Regions from separate parts of the Gossypium hirsutum genome. Here region 2 is linked to region 1. The links are chromatin contacts, called in public Hi-C maps. All regions are on one chromosome and are shown on one strand. The core of a region is the stretch at or near the end of the contact, and the rest is flanking DNA. Distances in the headings are between cores, read along the strand shown.

Region 1 (7,212 bases), core at 1,261-3,760:
GGAAGACTATTAACAACCTAATTTAAGTGGAAAAATAATATTTGAAGTCCATATAAGTGCACGCTTTAAATTTAAAAATCTAATATTTGCACGCTTTAAATACCCATATAAGTGCTGAAAATACTTAGTTTCGTCACCTCTTATTTTATTTCCTGACTTGAATTATTTGCAGGGACCAAGTTGCTACTGGTTTTCTGAAAGAACAAGTATGGGGAATTCTATGCCAGATTGAGAATATCTACCAGAATTCTGTCTTCTTCCTGTTCTTGAGAAAATAGATGAACCCATCAGTCGGGTTCAATTTGGTGCTGTTAGCAGATATTGGCATTCACTTTTCAATACTTTTCTTGACATCAAGAGGCGATCATCCACAAATCTATTTCCAATGCTGATGATTCCATCCAAAAAGAGCGCCACAAAGCGAAAAATATACAGCCTACAAGCCAAATCAAAAATCGCTGAGATTGAATTTCCCAAGCCTTATACATGGAGATACTGTGGTTCTTATTATGGTTGGTTAGCCACAGTAGATGAGAGCTTCAATATAACTCTTTCAAATCCTTTTGAAAATCTTAGCATTCATCTTCCTCAGTTTGACAGCATGGCATATGATAGTGGGCACTACACATATAAAATTTTAAAGGTTGTGTTATCAGATGATCCCTTGTTGCATCCGAATGATTTTGTAGTTGTCATAATTTATAGTGTTTATGGCAGATTAGCCTTCTACAGACCTCGCCAAAAAAATTGGATATACATGGATGTCGATGAAGATCAATCTCTTTTCCTTGTTATTCTTTTCCATAAAGGTTTGGTTTATGCTATCTGTATCATTCGATGTTAATGGTGTAGAAGATGATGAAAGTTCAAAGCTACCAAAATTGAACACAAGTATATCTTGTTAAGTCATCTATGGGAAATTTATACTCCATCCATAAACATCTAGATTTTGAAGAGGTTGGTGAAAGAAGTGTTCATTGGAAAAAAAATTCACAGTTTTCAAATTGATTTTAGATGATGAAAACGGTAAATTGCTAGAAAAGAAAGAGGTAGACAGTATAGATGGAGATATAGTTTTTGTGGGTGATAATAAGACCTTAGCAGTTTCAGTTTTGGATTTTCCCGAAGGCCAGCCTAATTCTATATATTTCACGGATGATTTTATTGATAGGGATACATATGAGATATTGGGTCCTCGAGATATTGGTATTTTTCATTTGAAAGATGGAAGCTTGAAAAAATATTATCAATTAAAATCCTCGTACAAAGATCTTTCTCCTTATATTTGGATCTCGCCCTCAAAAGAGTATAATTAGAGTTTAGGATGGACGTTTACTTCATTATTATCATCCTCTTCACAAAATTTGTCATTCTTAAATTTTACTCAATTATTATACAATTGTTTTATGTATTTGTTAATATTAAGTTTACTCAATTTATTTTATTTATAGAAATATTAATTAGAACAGAATAACCGTTACAAAAGCAAATAACTATTATAGAACTTACAATTGATTTCAACTTCTAAAAGTGAAAGAATATTAACATCTTAATTTAAGTGGAATAATAATACCTGAACTATTTCGAAGAAGGAAGACTATTGACATCCTATTTCTTTCCTAAAAGTTTTCTATCTTGGATTGAAGCTGCACTTTTTTCTTATTTTGTTGGTAGATTTAATTTCAAAGAAAAGAAGGAAGAAGGATCGGTTGAGTTTTTATCCTTATGTATTAAGGTTTAAATAAATTTATTTTTCTTGGACATAAAGCTGATCAGATTTAATTAGAGATGAAGCATTTCTTAAAATTAAAAGAGAAGATTTTGTGTCAATAATTTCTTTATTTTAAATGTTGATTTATCTCCTTTGTTTCTTGGAGAAAATGTAGAACTCGGCCTATTTATTACCCCACATGTTGGGGGTGTACCGTCAGTGCTTTTTGTCAAGTGGTTTTTTGCTCCCTATTTTTGCATTTGTGTTAGGTACTTCATTGGAGAATAAAATTTGTTTTAGGTAAAATTGTTTGGGTGAATAATTGTAACATTGGAGGTGTTTTGTGTAAACGTATATTGAACTTTTTTTTTTTTAATACGAATTTGAATTTTTTTGTTGAATATAATCATTCACTTAACAAAATTAAGTAGAGTAAAATTGGTGAATTTAGATTGCGTTAACAAATCACATGTGTTATTAAATTATCTTGTTTCAAACATGTGAAACATTGCATTAGACATCTAATAAAATGTAAAATTTTTAAAAATAATATTTTAAATTAAAATTTACAATTGTAATTAAATGAGATTTAATCAATATTTATAAATATCTATATAAAATATACATGGACTTGATAATTAGATGGATTAATTTAGTTTTGAGTAGAATTTATTCAAGTTATCATTCGAGTTTAAGGCTCAGTTCTGTCATCATAAATTCGTATAGTTTTGAAATTTGATCTCTTTAAATCTTTTTAAACTATTTAAATTGAGATATTTCAAGCTCGAATCACCACGAATTTTAGTTTTGAATCGATTTAGATTTAAGTTATTGTCGATTAAATTAGATTGATTCCCGGATTAAAATGGATGCATTACGAAGGAAAACACTTTGTTTAGTCTCCTAACCCACACGTGGTAGGCAACGAACCATTACAACAAAGACAATTAATAACACCACAAAACATAAACCATAACCCGAGAGTGAGTTGGTAACTGAGTCAAAATCTTCCAAATCTCTGGGCCTCTCCAAAGGGAATCCTCTCTTCTCTAGAAACCACCGTCGAGCCATGGCTCTAATCACCCGAACCACTGCCAATCGCCTCCCTCACCTCCTCTCCCTACAGCGTGCCCTCGCTATTCACACCACCGTCCCTTCTCTCTCCTCTTCTGCCACCCCAACCACATACGCCCGGCCTTCTCCGCCGTCCACCTCCGGCACTCCCTCCAGTCTCTCTAAGCCTGCTGAGTACGTGATCTCCAAGGTCGATGACCTCTTGAACTGGGCCCGTCGTGGGTCCATCTGGCCCATGACTTTCGGCCTCGCTTGCTGCGCCGTCGAAATGATGCACACCGGTGCTTCTCGCTACGACTTCGATCGCTTTGGTGTCATTTTTAGGCCTAGCCCTCGCCAATCCGATTGCATGATTGTTGCTGGCACTCTCACCAACAAAATGGCCCCTGCTCTTCGCAAGTATTATCTCATCTCATTCTTAGGGTTTCATTTTAAAAAAGTTAATTTATGATCCTTTATTTTGATCTGTATGTTAGATTTGGGATTTCATGAGAATGTGAACTGTTGCAGTCCCAACCTTTTCTTAGCTCGTTGGGTTACAGGCGTAATCGCAAAATTCAATTCGTGAACGCTCTATTTGATTTGTGTTAAGGATATATTTACAATTTAATTTGTGACTGAATTGCTTTGATTTTTGGAAGATATTTTTTTCTTTGAAATTGGTGGATTGTTTTTGGGAATATGATACATAAATTAAAAATGAACTGAAAAGCTACTTGAGGCTGTTTCTTCTTTAACATGATACATAAATCGAGAAGGTTATGTATATTTTTTCTATTACTCTATTCAACTTATGAGTTTCTTTCTGATTATCGGGAGAATTGTTGAAGAGTTAGTAACGTAAAAAACTATGATTGCATCATTTTGTATCTGTAATCTTTTAAGCCCTTAGCTCGGTTGACCAAACATAGATCTTAATGGTGTAAAACCTGAAGCTCAAGCTTGAATGGTCCTGGATAAGTTCGTGTGGTCTAACTGGGGCTTGATGTTTTAGGAAGAAGATTCATAGTTATTACAAACATATTAGTACACATTGATTTTTTATTTTTATTTTTAACTTTTATTTTATGGTGTTTCTGGACTTGTGGAGAACTACCCAAACCCAGAATGAGCTAGCTTATTTGGCATGCAATTTTGTCTCATGACAGCCTTAGCCTAAACGTCTGATGGTGAATTCAGAGTGGGATGTCCGTGAAAAGTTTTCTTGTTTTAATGATATTTTGACAAATATGATTTATTCCCTTTGTTGTGCTGAACAAATCCAACCTATTAAGTTTTCACCCCTGATGGTATCCCATTCTCTGCTTTGAATATTAAGATTCTTGTTAGCATTCCCCAAATTTTGTTGCTTGGTAGTGTATGTTACAAATTCTTCATTTTGAAGTTTGTTACTCTAGGCTCGAGGGATTCTCTACGAATTATGTGAATGACTTGGCAAAGAATCAACACTGTGTCTCCATTTCTGCTTCTTCTTCCTGCCTGTCTTCATATTTCCTGTTTGTTTTCCAGTCTTCGGTTATGCTCTGCTTTGGTAATTTAGTTTATGGTTTGTAATATTTGTAGGGTTTACGACCAAATGCCAGAGCCTAGGTGGGTGATTTCAATGGGAAGTTGTGCAAATGGTGGTGGGTACTACCACTACTCATACTCAGTTGTAAGAGGTTGCGATAGAATCGTCCCTGTTGACATCTATGTTCCTGGTTGTCCACCCACTGCGGAGGCGTTATTGTACGGAGTTCTTCAATTGCAGAAAAAGATCAACAGGCGCAAGGATTTCCTCCATTGGTGGTCCAAGTAAGAAAATTTGCAAGTTATTTCAGGGCTATTTGCACTGCATTTTGCAGTGTTGAGTAACAAATAAATAAAATCAAACTTTCTGGTGAAATGCCATGTAGGTGGAGATTGTTAAGAAAAGCTTTTGATTATAAAAGTTCATGGGGTTTCTATTACTTTGCATGGTGACTGTACTTCCTGTATCATTTGGAACTTACAGTTTTTGTTTCGGATTTAAATGGGTATGAAATATGAATAATTTCATTGTTTTGTTGTGGTATTTATCTGGATTTGATGGTTTTTGCATTCATGCAAGTGTTTATCTTCTTATTTTGTGGAAGACGAATTTGGTCAAAAAAGTTCTATTGATAATTGGTTAACTCAATTTTATTGGTTTAGTCAATTATGATGTTAAATTGGTCAATTATTGATTATTAGAATTCATTATTGAATCGGCCTATCGATGTTAAATTGATTTGATTAGATAAATTGTTTTAGGTCGGCAGTACCAAAAATTTAACCTTGCAAAAAAGGCCTTTTATACCCTAATAACAACCATTTTATTCCAAAAGTGAATTTTGATTCTAGGACAACTAATGATGCTTTCATATGTAGTTTCCCAAATAAGAGAAAATCCCTTCTATCAACAATTCTCTGCATTCAAAACCGATGGCAATCCAAACTCAAAGTTTAGTTACTGATGACATGGATCTTCTTTTAGATCCTCACCAAGAATGTCTTCATACGAAATAGGAACTCTAATCCTGTCATGAATAGCTTTTCATGTTCCTTCGGTACTGAACTGTTCCTCCCGAGTTTGTGGAAGCAGTTGAGAATCTTCCAAAACACTTACCGAGGTTCCATTAGTCAGATTGCAAGCAGTTTCTCGGGACGAGTTCTCTTTGTTCTGTGCTAGTGCCCGTCCGACATTTTCCTGCTTGAATTGCTTCTGCAAAATTATAAATACCACAACTCACATATTCGATGTTACAATTCGAAGAACGAAACTAATTACTAGCTTTGGTTACTCATAACATGAAACAAGAACCAAGGCCTGGAAATCTAAACCCAAGTTCAATGGCTACTATATCAAAAACAAGAGTTGCTTGAATCATACTTACATTTCAACATAAAGGAGCATGTCATATGCAATTAGATTAGTCATTAGGTAGCCAAACTATAAGAAACATCAGGCTTTAACCGCTAACGGTTTACCTTTGGATATAAACCAGACAATTATTTAGACATCTGATTGCTGGATGAATCAGAAAGCTCTCATGCATACACATGTGTATATATATATTCATAAGCTAATGAAAAGGCAAGCTAATCAAAAGGCTTACTTTAAGTGCCTATTAATACGCACCTCGAAGTCTTTGGTTTTTTTCATTATTTCGCGATAAGCAGCGGGTTGTCGCACTTTTAGGATATTCCATAATATGCCACCACCTGTCCGAAAACGTTTTCCATCGGCAGTCATCTGACCTCCACAAGATTGAATTGCACCCACCTGGGAACTTTGTATTTCATCATACCATCCCAGAAGGAAAATTGCAATAGGAAAAATGAAGGAAAGAAAGTATCAAACCGAGCATGGAATAGAACAGTAAGATATATTGAGATTATCATAACATATAACAAAAACCATAATTTGCAACAGAGGTAAAAAGGGCATAAGGAAGAAGAAACAAGTCTTGAATTTCCACTTATTCCTTTATATACATCAAGCAATGGTAGCCAAGGTGAGGGACTTCAACACAACAATCTTATGAGCCATGGCCATGATGAAAATTGTTTTCCACACCGGACACCAAATCAAGGAATCTCCAAAACTATGTCACATAATACTTGGGTATATGTATCCGACATGTGTATGGTTAGATTTTCCTGTACTCAAAGGTCATATCACATACGTCGGGCACATATAGAAAAATGAGAAGTCCGAGCAACATAGCTCCAAAATCAAAAGAAAAGCTCAATGTTTTAACCATTATCAGTTGCAAATGGGATACTAATGATAAATATAAACCCATCATTTGTACATTATAAACACAGATAATTGAGTAAAAAATATACCTCCACGACAAGATCACTCAATGCAGAAACCCCCAAGCACCCCACAGCGTTGTACACCATGTATGACTTCTTTTCTTTTAATCGTCTACAAGTGTCTAACACAAACCTGCAAAACCCACATTTATCAATTTATAAACAAATTAACTATGTTTTGATGGAAGAAAAATTTTTCATAGAGAATTACTGGTTTATATCCGAAGGTTTATGTCCAGAACCACCCTTTTTTCTCTTATTCTTCCTCTTATTTGCTCGGCGCTTTTTATTTTTACTTTGGGGCACCTGATTTTCACCATTAACAGCAGCAGAGCCGCTTTTTTCCCGGTCATTTCCCGAGTTACAACATTCCACGAGCTCTCCTTCTTCAACGTCAACCATCTCTACATCTTCTCCATATCCTAAATCTTCGTCTTCGTAAATCGCTTCCAATATGCTCTCTCCTTTCTCCATCAAGAATTTCAAAACCAAAACAATCCCAAAAAATTTAAATTTTATGGCCCTTAAATGGACAATGGAGATGTTTGCCGGCCGAGCTTTCGGTGAACGTGCGAACGTTTTTGAGTGTATATTAGTGGGGATTT
Region 2 (6,414 bases), core at 505-3,004, 130 kb after region 1:
AAAGAATAATTATTTTAAGGATATAATATATATTTATATGTTAAAGCATTTGCAGCTGAAATATATTTCATGGAACAAACAGATACTTCAGCATTTGAAATAAGAGGATCTTTCAAAACGGATTCTAACAGTTCGCGAGCCTTTTCATAGTCTTTAGCCTGTAACTTGAGAAGCCCATCATGGTAAGCTTGTGTAAGATGGAATTCCTGCAACAAATGATTCAAGAAATTAATTTTATTCTTTGAAATACAAAAAAGGACCCTAAATTCATTCTTTAGGGAACCAAAAAACAAAGCCTTCAAATTGTTCAACCAACCCCAAAAAATAATTCACAGAATCACAACAGCAAAGCAACTTCTTGTTTTTTCCTTAGCTTTATCAAACTTGAGATTGACATTATGAACATAAATAAGATTCAAAACAGAGGCCAAAATGAAAAAAAAATGAAATTTGGAACAGAATTTTGCTCTAATTAATTGCATTCAATGTCACGCTTATGAAAAAGAAATAGGAGCACACCTGGGCTTCTTTAGTAGGAGCTAAGGGTTCCCATTGGCCTCTGGAATCTGTGTCGTTAATAGCTGCAATTGAGAACTGAAACAGACACAAACACACGAAAAAAACAAAGTAAATTTAAAATTTATAAAAAAAAATCACTCCTCTCGAAACCAGTCAATACAAGATTAAAGAACCAAACGATTACGCACCATTTTTTTTTTAAACTTCCTCGTACGACAGCTGCCTTGAGGAGACTCTTCGAGTAGTTGCTGTTTTGGGGGGTTTTTTGTTTGCTTCAGATTTAGGCGGGTTCTATTGTTAGTTTATCGGGGGTTCTCAGGTTTAATATTTTCACTTTCTCGTTAGCAATAAGGGAAAATAAAATAGTTTAAATTCTGCTATTAGTCCCTGTGTTATGTATAAGTTGTGTATTTACTCTCTTTTTTATTTTGGTAATTTCAGTCCTTGTAATTTTAGAATGGTAGCTATTATGTTAAAATATGCCATAAATCCCTGCATTCTTCAAAAGTTTTGAATTTAGTTCTTATATTTTTATTTTTAGGAATTTAGTCTTATTTCTGGGGTTTTAAAATTCGAGTCTAATTGTTAATGCTATTAATTTTTTTGGTTAAATTTATTGTCGTGACATTTTAAAATAAAAAAATTCATTTGGTAGCTATGTAACTAAAAAAATAAAATTATAATAAACCTGAATTTAGCAAAATAATTTTAATAGTGTTAACGATTGCACATGAATTTTTGAAATTTGAAAAGTAAAAAGACTAAATTCTTAAAAATAAAAAGTACATGACTAAATTTTAAATTTACAAATAGTACAAGGACATGTGGCATCTATTAACCTAGTTCTTAAACTCATTAAGTCAAATTCTATTGTTTTCAAAATTTGATACAATAATCATATTATTACATATGTAATATCAGGTCAGTTTACTACTATTTATATTATAACTAGAAATTTGAAATTCAAAAATATATCAATTAAGAACGATATATAGACAAAATCTATAATTTTATACATGATATATTAACTACTATCATTCGGTTAAGAACAAATTTTAAAATTGAAAAAGTAAAAGGAACTAAATTTGACTAATTTGAAAATTATAAAGACTAAAATTAATTCAAGTAAAGTATAGTTACTAAATACAATACTTGCTCAAAGTACAGGGTCTAACCGCAGAATTTGACCAAATAAATTAGCATAACAGGTCCAGCCTTCCTCCCAGAAGAAAACGATGTTGTTTTAAAAGGCCTAAACGCCATACCTATACGCCTTTCATCAAATTATGAAATAGAATTTTCACTGCGGTGACTGGAACAGAGATTCAAACTGAGATCGATCAGAGTGTCGGATTCCGGTCAGTACTGTCAAATTCATAAACTCTTAATGAAATTTTTACATAAATAATTGGGTTTTGGGAGTTTTCTTTTTTTTAATTCATTTCGAATGGGGAATCTTAATGCTCTTTTAATTTTTCTTTTACACATTTTGACGAATAGTTGGCGGGCTTGAAAGCTGAAAGCTTTTGCTTCTTGGCATTAATTCAATTATAATTTTTTTATTTTTTTTCCTACCTGTGATTTTGGTGTGCCAGATTCAAGATCTTGAGGAGCCAAATTTTCTTCTTATCTACAATGCTTCATTCAATTAAATTCAATTTCTTCATCCCAATCTATATTGTCATCTTCATTGTTAGCAGCTCAATCTTCAGTCATGGGAAAATGCAAGTAACCTAAAAAAAATGATCAATTTTTGTGTCAATCACTTCTTCGATCTTTTTTTCACTTGTAAGATAAGAATGTCGCTGTTTTCCCTTCTTCTTTTTTTGCAGGCTAGACGGCGCCGTTTTGAATGTTGGAGAGGAGCTAAAGGCGGAAACTTTGTCGCTTAAAATGGGTTCTCGAGTCTATAAACTGCAAGATCTGAAATCATTAACTTGGTACGAAGTGAAGATCTCGTATCCAGCTTCCGTATGTAATTTCTTTACTATGATTTTGCCTATTTTTGGCGTTTTCAGTTTCAAAAGCTGAGCTTTGATTTTTTATTGAAAGATTCCCGCTAGTTTTTCTTTGCAACTGAAGAAAGGGGATTTAGAATCTGGGTTAAACAGGAACAGAAGATTGTTGAATACAGAGAAGTTGATATTCAAGACTGATAATCTTGACTCCATTAATGATCAGGTTTTAGCCTATGCTGATGAACTTTCTTTTGATGCAAATTTAGTCTCCAATGTTTGAAATATTATATAGAATTAAAGTAGTTTTATATGCTTCTGTAACTTTTTGTACGAGTTCAATGGGTATATTTCATGTTCCATTCTCATTGATCATTGATCATTGATCATGTATGTTGAAGACGGTATTCTTGATCGATATGATAGAGATGTCGAACCAATTCAGAACTGCAGTATATGACATATACAATTATATTGGTAAATTCAATGATTGGATTGTTAAGATATTAATCTACAAAAAAAGTTACGGAAGTCTGTAAATCTACTTTAGTTTTACATTAGGATTAAATCACTATTTGGGGTCTGAACTTGGCAACTTCTCCTGCATTGGTGCTTAAACTTATTTTTTGTTCAAGTTAGACCTTGAACTTGGGCAATTGTTCTCACATTAGAGCCTGAACTAAACAACTATTCCACATTGAGGCTTGAACCTTTTTCTTTGTCCAAGTTAGTCCCTAAACTTGGCAATTTGTCCCATATTGTGACCTGAACTTGGCAATTACTCCCACATTGGGGCCTAAACTCGAGGGTTTTCAAGGACTAACTTGAACAAAAAGAAAGTTCAAGCCCCAATGTGAGAAAAGCTGTCAAGTTCAGGCCCCGAAAAGTGATTTAACCCTTTACGTTAATGTAAGATTGTAAGTGGATTCTTCATACACACACACACACACAGAGTAATGCTAAAGAAGCTCGGTTTTGCTCAGGGCGGATTGCACATTTTGGTGACTGTGGAGCCCGAAGGTTTTGTGGCAATACCCAACACAAAGGAAAGAGAGTTCATCATCTTCAATATAGGTAAGCCAACTATTTCCTAGCTCCTTTTAGCCCCTTTTGATCCTGCAGAGGGTTCTTTGAAATTGGTTAGGGGAAAAGTTAGAAATTTGTTTTAACATAATCTGATGAAAATGATGGAAGGAAAAAAATAAAGCAGATCCAGAAATAAATGCGATAATAGGTGGTGGTTGTGATGAAAAATGAATATGGTTGAAGAAGACGAAAAGTGCACTGGTTGAGATAAAACATCACAGTAGTGAGTAGCTAAATAAATTCAAAAACTTACCACCCATTTCGAGAGTAGTTTCGGTTTTCATATGCTATGACACCTTGCTAGTTATGTTACTACGATATCATATGCTGCTTCAGTTGTAGGACCTAGTACATAAAATGGCTGCACGCCGCTTGAAAATACCATTCACTGATATATCACACACCTAGAGACTAGTAACACATTGCAATTAATTCACAAGTGAGGCCAATGCGCACGGCAACTTGTCATTGTATTCTGAACCTGATTCAATCTTCTTCAGTACTTCCCTAGACATTTCGTTTTGCTGATTCACAACATTTCCACATGATATTGAATAAGCCATCTGCATCATCAAATGCAACCTGTTCTGGCATTTGCTTGTTTGTTTCCATCTCTTTCGGCACTCGTTTATATACCCCTTTGACCCATCCTTCTCATGCAAACACCAGTTTCATATTCACAAGATAAGATGTCTTATGCTTAGTATGCTAATAAGCTCGATTTTATTTTTCAGTTTGCGATGAACTGTTGTTGGGCATCCCTTACTATGCATGGTGGGTCGTAGCCTTTGTCGTGCTGTGTTTAGTATCGGCATTGATTATTCCTACTTATCTGCCATCGTATCTGCTACGAGACCAGAATGTTGCCAAGCAATCTTGAGACATTGTCGTTTAAGATGTATAAGTAATGATTGTATGATTGCCACCATTTGTTAATTGTTTATGTAAGAAGAATCGTTGCTGTAACCAAATTTTCAGAAATGTAGCTGAACCAACTCTTGGGAATGTCAACCATTTTTGCCTTAATCATCGTTTATGTTCGGTTCAAATAACCCTTTTGATTTGTATTCAAGTAAAGCCTTTATTTTCAAGTGGGAGGTGTATTAAGAGTTCACTTGTATCGGTTAAATATAAGTTCAAAGATCAACGGTTGGCTATTTTACTAAATTGACCAAAAAAATTTTAATATTTACAAAAATGATCCAAATTCAAAAACAATCACCAAAATGACCTCAAATGAACAGTAGAATTGGGTTTGGGTTTGTCAATGGCCGGCACCAACTTTTATTTTGCACCCATGATTGCCTAATGATTGTGTTAGGCTTTAAAAAATTAATTTTTTTAGTTTTGGCCTGTCAATGGCCAGCACTAGGGTATTTTTTTTAAATCGTATCATACTGGTATACAAAAATACTAGTATTTAAAAAAAAATTTGGTGCTGGCCTGTCAATGGCCTACACCAGTATTTTAAAAAAAATTCAATTTTTTTTGTGCTGGCCTGTCAATGGTCGGCACCAGTATTAAAAAAAATTCAATTTTTTTTTGTGCTGGCTTGTCAATGGCCGGCACCAGAATACGAGTTTTTAAAAAAAAATTCAAATTTTTTCGGTGCTAGCCTGTCAATGGCCGGCACCAGTATTAAAAAAAAATTCAAATTTTTTTATGCTAGTCTGTCAATGGCCGGCACTAGAATACGAGTTTTTTTTTAAAAAAATTTATGCTGGCCAGTCAATGGCTGGCACCAATATTTAAAAAAAATTCAATTTTTTTTGGTGCTAGCCTGTCAATGCCCGGCACCAATATTAAAAAAAAATTCAATTTTTTTGTTTCTAGCCAGTCAATGGCCGGCACCAGTATTTTAATTTTTTTTTTTGGTCTTCTAATGGCCGGCACCAGATTTATCAAATATATATGTATTTTTTCTTTCATTTGAGTTTTTGTTTGCTTTAAAATTTTTAGTTTTTTCTTTGTTAATAAGAAAGCGAAATTTTTTTTAAGATGAATTCTCAAATTTTGTTTGTTTATGTTCATTTTGATGGAGAAATGATAACTACAACTGAGGAAGGCTATGTATTTCGAAGTCGGAAAAAAATAAGAATGAGATTCAACAGACGTGTTTCGTTGTCGGATTTAAAACAGAAAATCAGTACAGAGATAGCAAACCGTTGCGGAAAGTAAATGTTGAGACTGTTTACAAATTTCCGGTTTCAACTGATCCGTTAAAGTTCTCAGAAATGGAGCTTGAAGATGATAATGATCTAGGGACAATGATAACAATTTATTGCCCCCTTGAGATAGAAAATCCCAACCCAATTGAGTTGTTTGCGGAGATAGTTAACCAGATCCTATTCAAGTTATAATTCCAACAAGCCAGCACTCTAGAATTGATTTTGATCTTAACATCTCCTGGGAAGATCAGTCGAGTTTTGGATGGTCAATGCCAACTCCCGAAAATCCAAACACCGGCGGATGTTCATATAACAATCCCAAATCTGCATCCTCATCTAGAGATCCATCCTGAGGTGTTGGCCACCATAGAAGATGGTGATGAAGAGTCTGATAATGATAATCAGTCCCATCGTGATCCAAATGATGATTTTAGTGACCCCGATTTAGATGACATCCCTGAAGACATAAACAAGGAAGGGCCGGTGGAGGGTGAAAATGCAAACCCCCATTCGGCAATGAACACGGGCCCTGGTATAGTTATAAGAAATAATCCGGGGTCTTTCATAACCAACATGGATCCTGATGCGGCTCTAGCACCCGAGTTCCCGAAATATACAAATATTATGCCGGCTCACGTACTGCATAAAGAATTCAGCGATGAAAAGTTGTTTGTAGGACAATAATT

Evidence for each region. A called contact is a pair of places that touch in the nucleus more often than the background predicts.
Region 2: a Hi-C map of leaf shows a contact between it and region 1, with 1.9 times the contacts expected there. The contact joins the promoter of LOC107929862 here to the promoter of LOC107929950 in region 1. A contact is called at or near these places in 3 of 34 Hi-C or Micro-C datasets (all in leaf).

Annotation. Positions count from the first base shown.
Region 1 is chrA07:2,580,787-2,587,998 of Gossypium_hirsutum_v2.1, forward strand. It overlaps LOC107929950 (NADH dehydrogenase [ubiquinone] iron-sulfur protein 7, mitochondrial), which reads left to right and starts at 2,511. Exons shown (of 2, transcript XM_016861501.2): 1 at 2,511-3,184; 2 at 4,349-4,838. The coding sequence starts at 2,781. The coding sequence ends at 4,583. It overlaps LOC107929949, which reads right to left. Exons shown (of 4, transcript XM_016861500.2): 1 at 6,819-7,212; 2 at 6,635-6,740; 3 at 5,925-6,068; 4 at 4,966-5,507. The coding sequence starts at 7,081. The coding sequence ends at 5,340.
Region 2 is chrA07:2,714,363-2,720,776 of Gossypium_hirsutum_v2.1, forward strand. LOC107929862 reads left to right here and starts at 1,755. Exons shown (of 6, transcript XM_041118048.1): 1 at 1,755-1,759; 2 at 1,815-1,877; 3 at 2,352-2,490; 4 at 2,572-2,700; 5 at 3,458-3,548; 6 at 4,295-4,571. The coding sequence starts at 1,755. The coding sequence ends at 4,440. It overlaps LOC107929931 (calcineurin-binding protein 1), which reads right to left and starts at 844. Exons shown (of 19, transcript XM_016861476.2): 1 at 708-844; 2 at 520-594; 3 at 87-206. The coding sequence starts at 710.